Regions from separate parts of the Mus musculus genome. Here region 1 is linked to region 2. A link is a contact called in public HiChIP or PLAC-seq data. All regions are on one chromosome and are shown on one strand. Each heading gives the region's core, a stretch centred on a gene start, on an enhancer-like site or on the middle of the called end of the contact. The rest is flanking DNA. Distances are from core to core; before and after follow the strand shown.

Evidence for each region. HiChIP or PLAC-seq counts read pairs in DNA pulled down with a chosen protein or histone mark.
Region 1: a contact with region 2 is called in a FOXA1 HiChIP or PLAC-seq map of pancreatic cancer cells. The contact joins two enhancer-like sites.

The regions. Positions count from the first base shown.
Region 1 is chr5:81,272,978-81,277,607 of GRCm38.p6, forward strand. All of the region lies in intron 3 of Adgrl3 (adhesion G protein-coupled receptor L3), which reads left to right. Among named protein-coding and RNA genes, the nearest start is that of Adgrl3, 250 kb to the left of the region's middle. Within about 2 kb of position 2,879, at least 42 of the 459 cell types and tissues checked have an H3K27ac peak or open chromatin away from gene starts, as enhancers often do. A contact at or near this core is called in pancreatic cancer cells, where this site is marked.
Region 2 is chr5:80,681,148-80,685,743 of GRCm38.p6, forward strand. No RefSeq gene overlaps it. Among named protein-coding and RNA genes, the nearest start is that of Gm22974, 210 kb to the right of the region's middle. Within about 2 kb of position 2,809, at least 27 of the 459 cell types and tissues checked have an H3K27ac peak or open chromatin away from gene starts, as enhancers often do. A contact at or near this core is called in pancreatic cancer cells, where this site is marked.

The DNA.
Region 1 (4,630 bases), core at 1,629-4,128, 590 kb after region 2:
TATTAATAATTGTCTACAACATGTAAAATAATCTATAACAAAAAACATTATATTAGGTGATGCATTCTGATTGTGTACTGGTTCAATGAACTATTGAAATTGTTGAAATTGTTGAAATTTTTAAATATTATAGAAAACATTTAAGGAAGGTATTTTTCCAGTATTATTATCATTTTTTGTTTTCTCTAGATGATATTTAGATGCTTGATTAAAAACCTGGAATTAATTATTATTGCATGCATATATGTACTTATATATACATACACACATATATACATATTTTAAAATATAAGCTATTGAGTCTATATAATAACTCCTGTTTATGTTTTCTGGGGTGTTTGTCACTAGACAACTAATTGGTATGCTCTTCCCTGAGGAGAACCACCAGTCCTGGAGTTGCCTGTGGCTCTTGTAGGCTTACGACCTAGAGATGCTTTCCTGTCAAGTTTGGAATGCTTGTTGATGCTGTCCTTGTTTGAATCACATGCGGGCAGTCATGATGGTGATGGCTTATGGCTGTAGCTTCTGACATGACTAGGAGACACCATCTCACAGTCAACTCCTTCATCTTGACAAGTTAGACTCTCCATTGCCACCTCCGTTCCCAGAACCCCGATGAGAAAAAAGGAAAGGGAGAAACATAGTCATTAAGTTACAATGTGAAAAATCAACAAAACAAAACCAAACAATGAAACTGAAAAGAAAAAAAGATAGACACTGAGTAAAAGATGTGTTGTAAGATTTTTTAAAAATGAAATATGAGCCACAGGACCCCAGGGTCTCAGAATTCCACTTTCATTGATTTTTGCATCTCCTGCACACCCACTTTCTTTAAATCAATTAATGGAGCTAAAGCACCATCAAGAACGTATTTGTGCAACAACTATCATGATGCTTTGCAGTGAATGCATGATGCGCACTCAAGTCTTCTGTTCCCATAGTAAGCAGGGAATCTAAATAGCTGCTTCTTGCTTTTTCACTTTATGTTAAATAATTACTAAGGCAAAGGAGTCCTAAAGTATCCAAAATTTATAATCAACCTGAGAAATATTTCATTTGTAAAGTCTACAATATAGACTGTCCTTATATTCCATATATTGTCCTTATATTAATATTATATTCTTTATATGTACTTATGTTGTATAAATATAAGTCTTTACTATTTGTTTATGTAATTAGTGCCTTCTCAAAGTTATTTTATCTTTTAATATTTTAAAATTTATTTCTTCTTACTTTATGTGTATGCGAGTTTTTCGTGCAAGTACATTTATTTATCTTGTGGTTTATTTTTCCTCAGAAGCAGGAGAGGGTGTGAGGTCCTCCTGAACTGGAGTTATAGGCTATTGCTAGTCACCATATGGGTGCTGGGAATCAAATTCAGGGCTTCTATATAATCAATAAGTCTCGAGGCCTCTGTTAGTCATTTTTGGTTATAAGTTTGTATACAACATTAAAAATAATCACGGCTCTGCCCTCCTGGTGAATGTATATTCTAATGAGGTAAACAGAAATCAGCTCAGTTAGGAATTAATCTTGACAGTTTATGAGAATTTATAGCCAAAGTTATACTCACACCTTTGTTTATAGTTTAATAACAAAATATATATTCAATATATCAACAAATTTTGTGTGTAGTCAAACATTGAATTTTACTTTATCTTATCAATTCATGTTAAAGGTGAATGGATATAGAATATTTTAGGTTATGAAGATAAATTGTTGTTTATTATTTATTTATAAAGTCAGACAGAGTTTAACATTGAAGTCACAAAATTAATGACAAATTTTTTACTCCATTTCTATTCATTTGATAGTACGTTTTTAAGGAGCATTGCTAAAATCATTAGAATCAAAACTACTTTCTTTTTTGTAAGCCAGTGCTACAAACCTTAGGCATCACTGTAATAGATGAGTCCATATAAACACTGTCATGTAATACATCTAAGTAATTAGTGACATAGATATTCCATGTCCAGTTTTTTACTTCTTATCTGAAAAAAGTGACATATATTTGTTTTTCTTATTCATCGGTCCAGGCTGGATGCCTATTCTTGGTTAAATAAAGGTGTAACTAAAGAATCAAACATACAGAAATACAGTCATTCTCTAAGAATTTATTAAGGCTGTATAAGAGATATAATAAAATGTAACATTTATGTGGTAATTAAGTAAGTTCTTGTTATAAAATTTAAGCTTGACCTTTCATTTTAATTGCCCTTTTAGGAATATAATTATCTCTGCTGAATGGTTAAATGGACATAGGGACCACCTGGACCCAGTAATCTCTCTGCTTTGCTGATATGTGAAATCTAGAGCAGGCTTTATTTATAATGCAGATGCCCCAGCAGAGAATGACAGCTTCATACTTTAGTGGAAGAGTGTAACACAGGGTTCCCCAGGTATGGACGGTAAGGAGAGAGAGTGTATATGAAAGACATCTTTGAAGGGATAAGAGAATATCAGATATGAACAAGGTAGCTCCAGGATAGGGGACACTTCATGTCTTTCTCCTCTGGAACATTTTGTCCGTCTGAGCCTGTCCACATGAATCAGCAGGAAAACATGTTCTGTATACTAAAACATAATAAGCAAAGGATATGGTCAGTTTGTGATGTTTTTATCCTTTGACACAAAATTCTTTGTTGTTGAGACTCGTTTACAGAAGTTGGAATTTCAGGAAATAAGACCAGGAAAGAAGACTCAAAGTTTCAATGAATGTTCTACTTTAAACTTGGCCAAGTGTTTTGGGTCAGTCTGCCTGGACAGGTCTAGCAGTGTTACCCAGGATAAACAGCTATTGTTCTGAAGATATAATGGCTGTACAGTGCTCAATTCTTGGCAAAAGGTAGAGAGTCAACGTTAAATAACACGGCCCTGCACTGAAGTGATTAAAGATTAGTCATGTTTGGGTATAGTCAGAGCTCTTTCCCTCAGCTCACCGCATAAATCACCACATTTTCTCCAATTTCATTGTGTCTGCTAGAAAAAGCTGATGCCCCAGTTAGAGAGGGAATAGTTGTCCAAAGTTGAAATAGGATGTTAGCAGCAGTGATGCTAAGAAAATTAACAAAAGGAACTGCATTAACAGCTCTCTCTCTCTGTGCCTCCTCTCTCCCTCTCCCTCTCCCTCTCCCTCTCCCTCTCCCTCTCCCTCTCCCTCTCCCTCTCCCTCTCCCTCTCCCTCTCCCCCTCCCCCTCCCTCCCCCTCCCTCTCCCTGTCCCTGTCCCTCTCCTTCTCCCTCTCTCTCTGTCAGGAAGGAAGGTACGATTTATTTTGGCTCACACAGACCTTCTCTTAATTTTCTGACTTCCTGTGTGTGGGTAAAGCAGTGTGTAGAAAGGTAGAAGAACACAACATAGTTCTTGGATGGCTTCTGCGAAATTCATTATTTGTTGTCCTGTGCTCTTTTCTGGTGAGATATGAATAAAAGACTGTTCACCTTAGGACACCAATAGATCCAAGAGATGATACAAATCAAATCTAGCTTGAAGAACCAATCCGATTACCGTGGTGTGTAGGCAAGGTGTGACTTTCAAGAAACTGAGTGACCACAAAACACCTGTACCAGTGAAATGTCTCACCCCAGCTGTATAAATGAACCCCTCCCCTTCAGGTACCTATCCACACTCGCAAATGTTCTACTCCCTCCCACAAGGGGAAGTATGGGAAAGAACGGCTGGCATCTCAGCTGAGTGTGTGAGGGGAAACAGAGATCACCTTCATTAGAATTAGACAGGAAAGAAGCAAGAGATGATTCATGAAGAGTGGTCACTGCAGCTTACCACTCAAAGCCTCTTCATAGTAACATGCCACCTCACAAGTGTAGGTTTATACAGAGATACTCCATGTTCCTTGACTATATATAACATGTCAGTCATGTAGGCAGACTCAAAACTAGGCTTCCTTAAGCTGAAGTGACATTGGAACAGTTTTCCATTTTTTCATTTTTTAAGAGTTTCATCATTATTTAATAACAACTTGAAGTATTTCCCTAATTTTTCTTTAGTAGTTGCCATTGAAACATTGTTAAATGACTATGGTGAAGTTGATTTACAACCTGTGTTATTTCACCATGTAGTCACTGGTTTATTATACTATTATTAGTCTTAACAGATTTAGCCTGTATAATTTATTAGTATAATTTATTTTCTTTACCATTTAGTTGATTATATGCATTCATGAATGCTAGAAACCTTCTTAGGGACTTTCAGACTCAAAACAGCTTAAGTGTAATATCATCTCTCTTGGTTATAAGGATATTCTGCTACATATACCAAGTAACAGGTAGTATATTAACATCATGCTTAGAGATAAGTTTTCAAAGAACTATTATTATACATTTTAAATTTTACACATATATACCTATCAATCATTAAGGCATTTGGAACTTCATGAAGCTCTTCACAAGTAGCAAGCAAAATAAAGTTTGTAAATATACTTTCAACTGATATATACATACTTTAATTTTCTTGTACTGAAAAGAATTGGATATATCAGTGTTATATCAGAACTCACTTGTTTTATTCTACTGCTTGACACGGTGGTATATTTTATCATACTAAGATGGAGCAAATTTGAATAAACTCATCAATTCTTATTCTAATAAATTAAGTATTTGTAGTTATTAGC
Region 2 (4,596 bases), core at 1,559-4,058:
CCCAACTTTCAAGTGGCCAACAGTGAGTGGCACAGTTTCCAGAAGTAGGTCAGAGATGAATATGTCATGAGTAATTAAACGCAGTCAGATGAGAAAAATGCAGCACAGTATACAAGCTATTGACAAATAATTCCAGACACTAGGAAGAAAATAGAATTAAAATGCTATGAACATCAAATCCTGTGTATACACACACACACACACACACACACACACACACACACACACACACACAGAGTCAGAGACAGAAGTTAGTTGATTTGAAGAGATGAGAGAAGTGCATGTAAACATGTTATCTCCTTCAGAATAACCATTGTTTTAATGCTACTGTGTGTATATTTTTACCATAGCTATCATTGAGTGCAGCAACTGCACATATAATGGAATCTCATTAGATGTCTATTTTACCTACTCTGCTCACTGCAGAGGACAGACAGTTTGACTCCAAACCTAAACATCAGCTCCAAGCTCTAAGCTCTGAAGTGCTCAAAATAGTTTATGTCCATGTATAAACTGAGCCATCAGAAATAGGACCTCAATCCATTAAAATGTCAGGAGATCAAGCTCACAATGAGGCAATGGCTAAATTCCAAAGCCCAGTGTCTTCTCCATTGTCAGAGCCTCCAGATTATTTAGGTGGTTGCTTTACTAACATGGCAGCCAAGAAGATTTGTGTCCTCAGAGACTGATGGAGTGGTCAATTCACTATGTCCCATGAACTACAAATAATAACTAGTTAGAAAAGAAAATTCAAACAAGCTTCTTTTAAATAACAATAAATCATTAGGAAGTCCCCCAGTATATTACTGTGCTCAGGGTCATTATATATAATGTTTAACACACATCCCATGGGGAAATCAAAAATAATATAACTAGAACATACTTATTCTGTAAAACTATAGATTATTACTTTGAGACTTTTGAAAATATAACTTACCATGACAGAAACAATCATAAGACATATTCTTTATTTTGCTTTTTAGTCTCTTAATCACTAGGAACGTTTATGTTTTGAAAACTACTAACATTTTTATACTACAATTCAATAAAATTTTTAGCAATCAATTGTTTCAAAGCTAGGGTTCCACTGCTAATTATAATTGTGATGGTTTAATACTATCCACTTTTTCCTGGTATCCACAAAAGAGAAGATAATCCTATAATTCTTATGGAGTAATAATAGTGCATTCCTTTAATGAATAATCTATATTTGAATCTACATAAAACACAGCATTTATGCAGCACTCTATTTATTTGTCAATGGTCATCTGTTGCCTCTGTATTAGGAATTAACCCTTATAGGCAAATGTGACTGAGGAAAAAAATGTTTTCTTACTAGAGTGTTCTATAAAGATTTTTGAAGAAATTATTTACCTAATATAATATTAAATAAAAGTGATTACAAGGTCCCCAATGAAGGAGCCAGAGAAATACCCAGGAAGATGAAGGGAACTGAAACCCCATAGAAAGAACATCAATATGAACTAACCAGTACCCCCAGAGCTCCTTAGAACTATACTACCAATCAAAGAAAACACATGGTGGAATTTGTGGCTCTATCTATAAAAGTAGCAGAGGATGGCCTAGTAGGTCATTAATGGGAGGAGAGGCCTTTGGTCTTGTGAAGACTCTATGCCCCAGTATAGGGGTATGCCAGGACCAGGAATGAGTGGGTTGGGTAGCAGGGGGAGGAGGGAGGGTATAGGGGATTTTCAGAGGGAAAACTAGGAAAGGGGATAACATTGAAATGCAAATAAAGAAAATATCTAATAAAGAAAAAAAAGTGATCTGAGTGTGATGTTAAATTCCTGCAATCTCAGAATTTTGCAGGTGGAAGCAGGAGGGGCAGTTCAAGGCCAGCCGGAGCTACATGGTGACTTTGAGGACAATGTAGGCTACATGTAAACCTGCCTCAAAAATCAAACAAACAAACTAGGCATAAGTTAGATGTAACACCATTTTGGTAAAAATTGGGTAGAAGAAATATAATTTACCTTTCTACATTTAAAATGGAGAAGAAGAGAGGGAAGAAGAAAAAGTTGTAGAGCATCTAACTCTGAAGTGTGTGCCTGTGCATGGGCGTGTTCACGTGTGTGTGTTTGTGGCTTGTGTGTGTTTAATAGCTTAGGAAGGAACAAACGAACCAGACTAACATGGTCGCTGATCTGAATTCTTGTTTTAAAATAAGGAACATAAACAAAAACAAAGAAAGCACAAGAATATATAACTACATTTTTGCAAGTTCTGTGCAGAAACAAAAGGCTATGTTGTGAAGTACAGATGTGGAGAGAACACATGTGGTCTCAAATGATGGCCCCATTCTCTCTCAGCATGAAGGTCATTTTTATACTTGTGGAACCTGTTGTCAGGACACTGAAAGAATGGAAACATGAAGGACAAGGCCCAGACAAGGCTATGACGAGGTCCTGAGTAAAAAGCTGGCCTCCCACATTCTTAGAACCTCACAATAAGTTACTGTGCTGCGTGGGTTTCTGCTTCAGTGAGTCAGTTAATGTCAGCAAAACAGTGACCACTATTGATAGGTATTTAGTCATAATCCATTGTATTCTTATAGGTCCTTTAATCTTTGTCCAATTAAAAGAGTTCTGTTATGTCTTGCTAATATGTCTTTGGCATGGCAGGGCCATATGAGTAAGCAGAGATTCATCACAAGTCTGAGAGTTCATGGTAGATATGTGAGAAACGGGGAAGCAGAAGAGAAGAATAAGGCATCTTACTCCATGTGGGCACTCTTCAGATCCCAAGGCATCTCACTCTATGTGGGCACTGTTCCGATCCCATAGTCTTTGCACTTGTGAGCAGCAGCTTGCCTCTAGTCAAAGCCTGACTCAGCCGTGTTGACATTCACACAGCTTTGTGACTACTGTTGACTCCTTGTGTGTTTCCAGAAAAGACTTAGCAAACGTGCATTTGCCCCAGATCAGCGACCACTCACAGACCAGTCTGATGACTCTATCAAAGTACAACTTGGTGAATCAGTGAGTTTACGGATGTTATTTACAAGAGCATGGATGAGAAATTACTCACAGGAGTAAGAAGGATTCCAAGGCAGCCATATCATCAAATAGCCCACCACAGCAAGATTCAGATCCCATAAAAGCTGCTTTCCTGCTGGGAATTTCAGGCAGCTCCAGAGGTTTGGTTCACAATTATCTTTCAACAGCTTGGCTGGTCTGCGTATCTCTCTCCAGCAATTCCTTGCTGATTTGTAGACTTGGGAAGAGGCTTTTGAACACTGTTATTTCTGCTTTCTCAAACTTGTGATCCTGTTTAATTCCTAAGTCTCATGGTGCTCTCTCCACCCTCCAGAAGAGGTTGTTTCAACTTACAGGAAAATGCTACACAATATACCTTTGGACTATATTTATAGTATTGATCCTTAAGTTACTGAATGTTTTCTGTATGTGTTAAAATATTTATGTTTAAATACATATTCAAAATATGGTCCCCCTAGAAGAAAAGATAGGTAGAAAATTGAGACACTAAAATAAAGCCCATTCTGGTTAGAACATAACTTTTGTACATTTACACAGGTTAGAACACAAGCTTATGTTTACTGTCTTTGAAATTACTTCCGGAGATATAGAAACCACTAAAGGCTCAACGGAACATTTATCTCATAAAAGATATCACTCCCTTTTCATTTTTATGTTTCAAAAATCATTTTCAGAATTGGTAATTAAAGAAGAAACTGTGGAATAATGTTGTGACTAAAATACTTTAATTTTATTTGTGACATATAGACAGACAGAAGTTTGATGGTAATTTATAAGTTCAATCTCATGTATTATCATTGATTAATTATTTGCCAATACAGGTAGATCCATAGAATTGCAAATAAATAAAATTATGTCTCAAAGGATGCAAAAGTTTTACAAGTTTTTCCTATTGTAAATATTCATAATGAATTGGTGTTTTTCATTTGTTGGTGTTATTTTAAGACAGGCTCTCCTCATGTATATATGGCTATTCTAGAAGTCACTATGTCCTGGTGACATTTTCCACATGACAATGCGACAGTGACTACATACCCCATAAGCAAATTTATATTTTACTTTATAATTATCTGGCTCCTATTATATAGAATCCTCTTTTTTATCACTTTATCATTGTTTATATTTGATAAAATGGAAGTTCAGAGTGTGAAATTAGAGGTTAGATTCGTGTTTATTCCTGATGTCAATTCTGAGCTTCTCCAGCTTGCACCATGAGCAAGTATAAAGCAATGCCGACATAAGTTTGCAAGGAAAATTATGTGTTGCCAGGATCACCAAAATAAAATATATTGTGCTTTAAGACATCATAACAGCAAAATATATATTGTTTTTCATTTCATGCTTCTTAAACACTGGGCTCGTTTTCTGAATCAATCTTCTTTACTCTTGTATCTGCCTTTAGCACAGCTTGTTCCCCATGTTGTTTACAAGCTGAATTTTCCTGCTCTTCTTCACATTTATTTTTTCCATGGCTATCCATAAGCTCTTTTTATTATTAAGAACTTAATGTTCCATTAAGTAAATTTTAGTATGTTAGCATGTATAAGTACATGTCTTGAATATCCTCATTGGTAATATT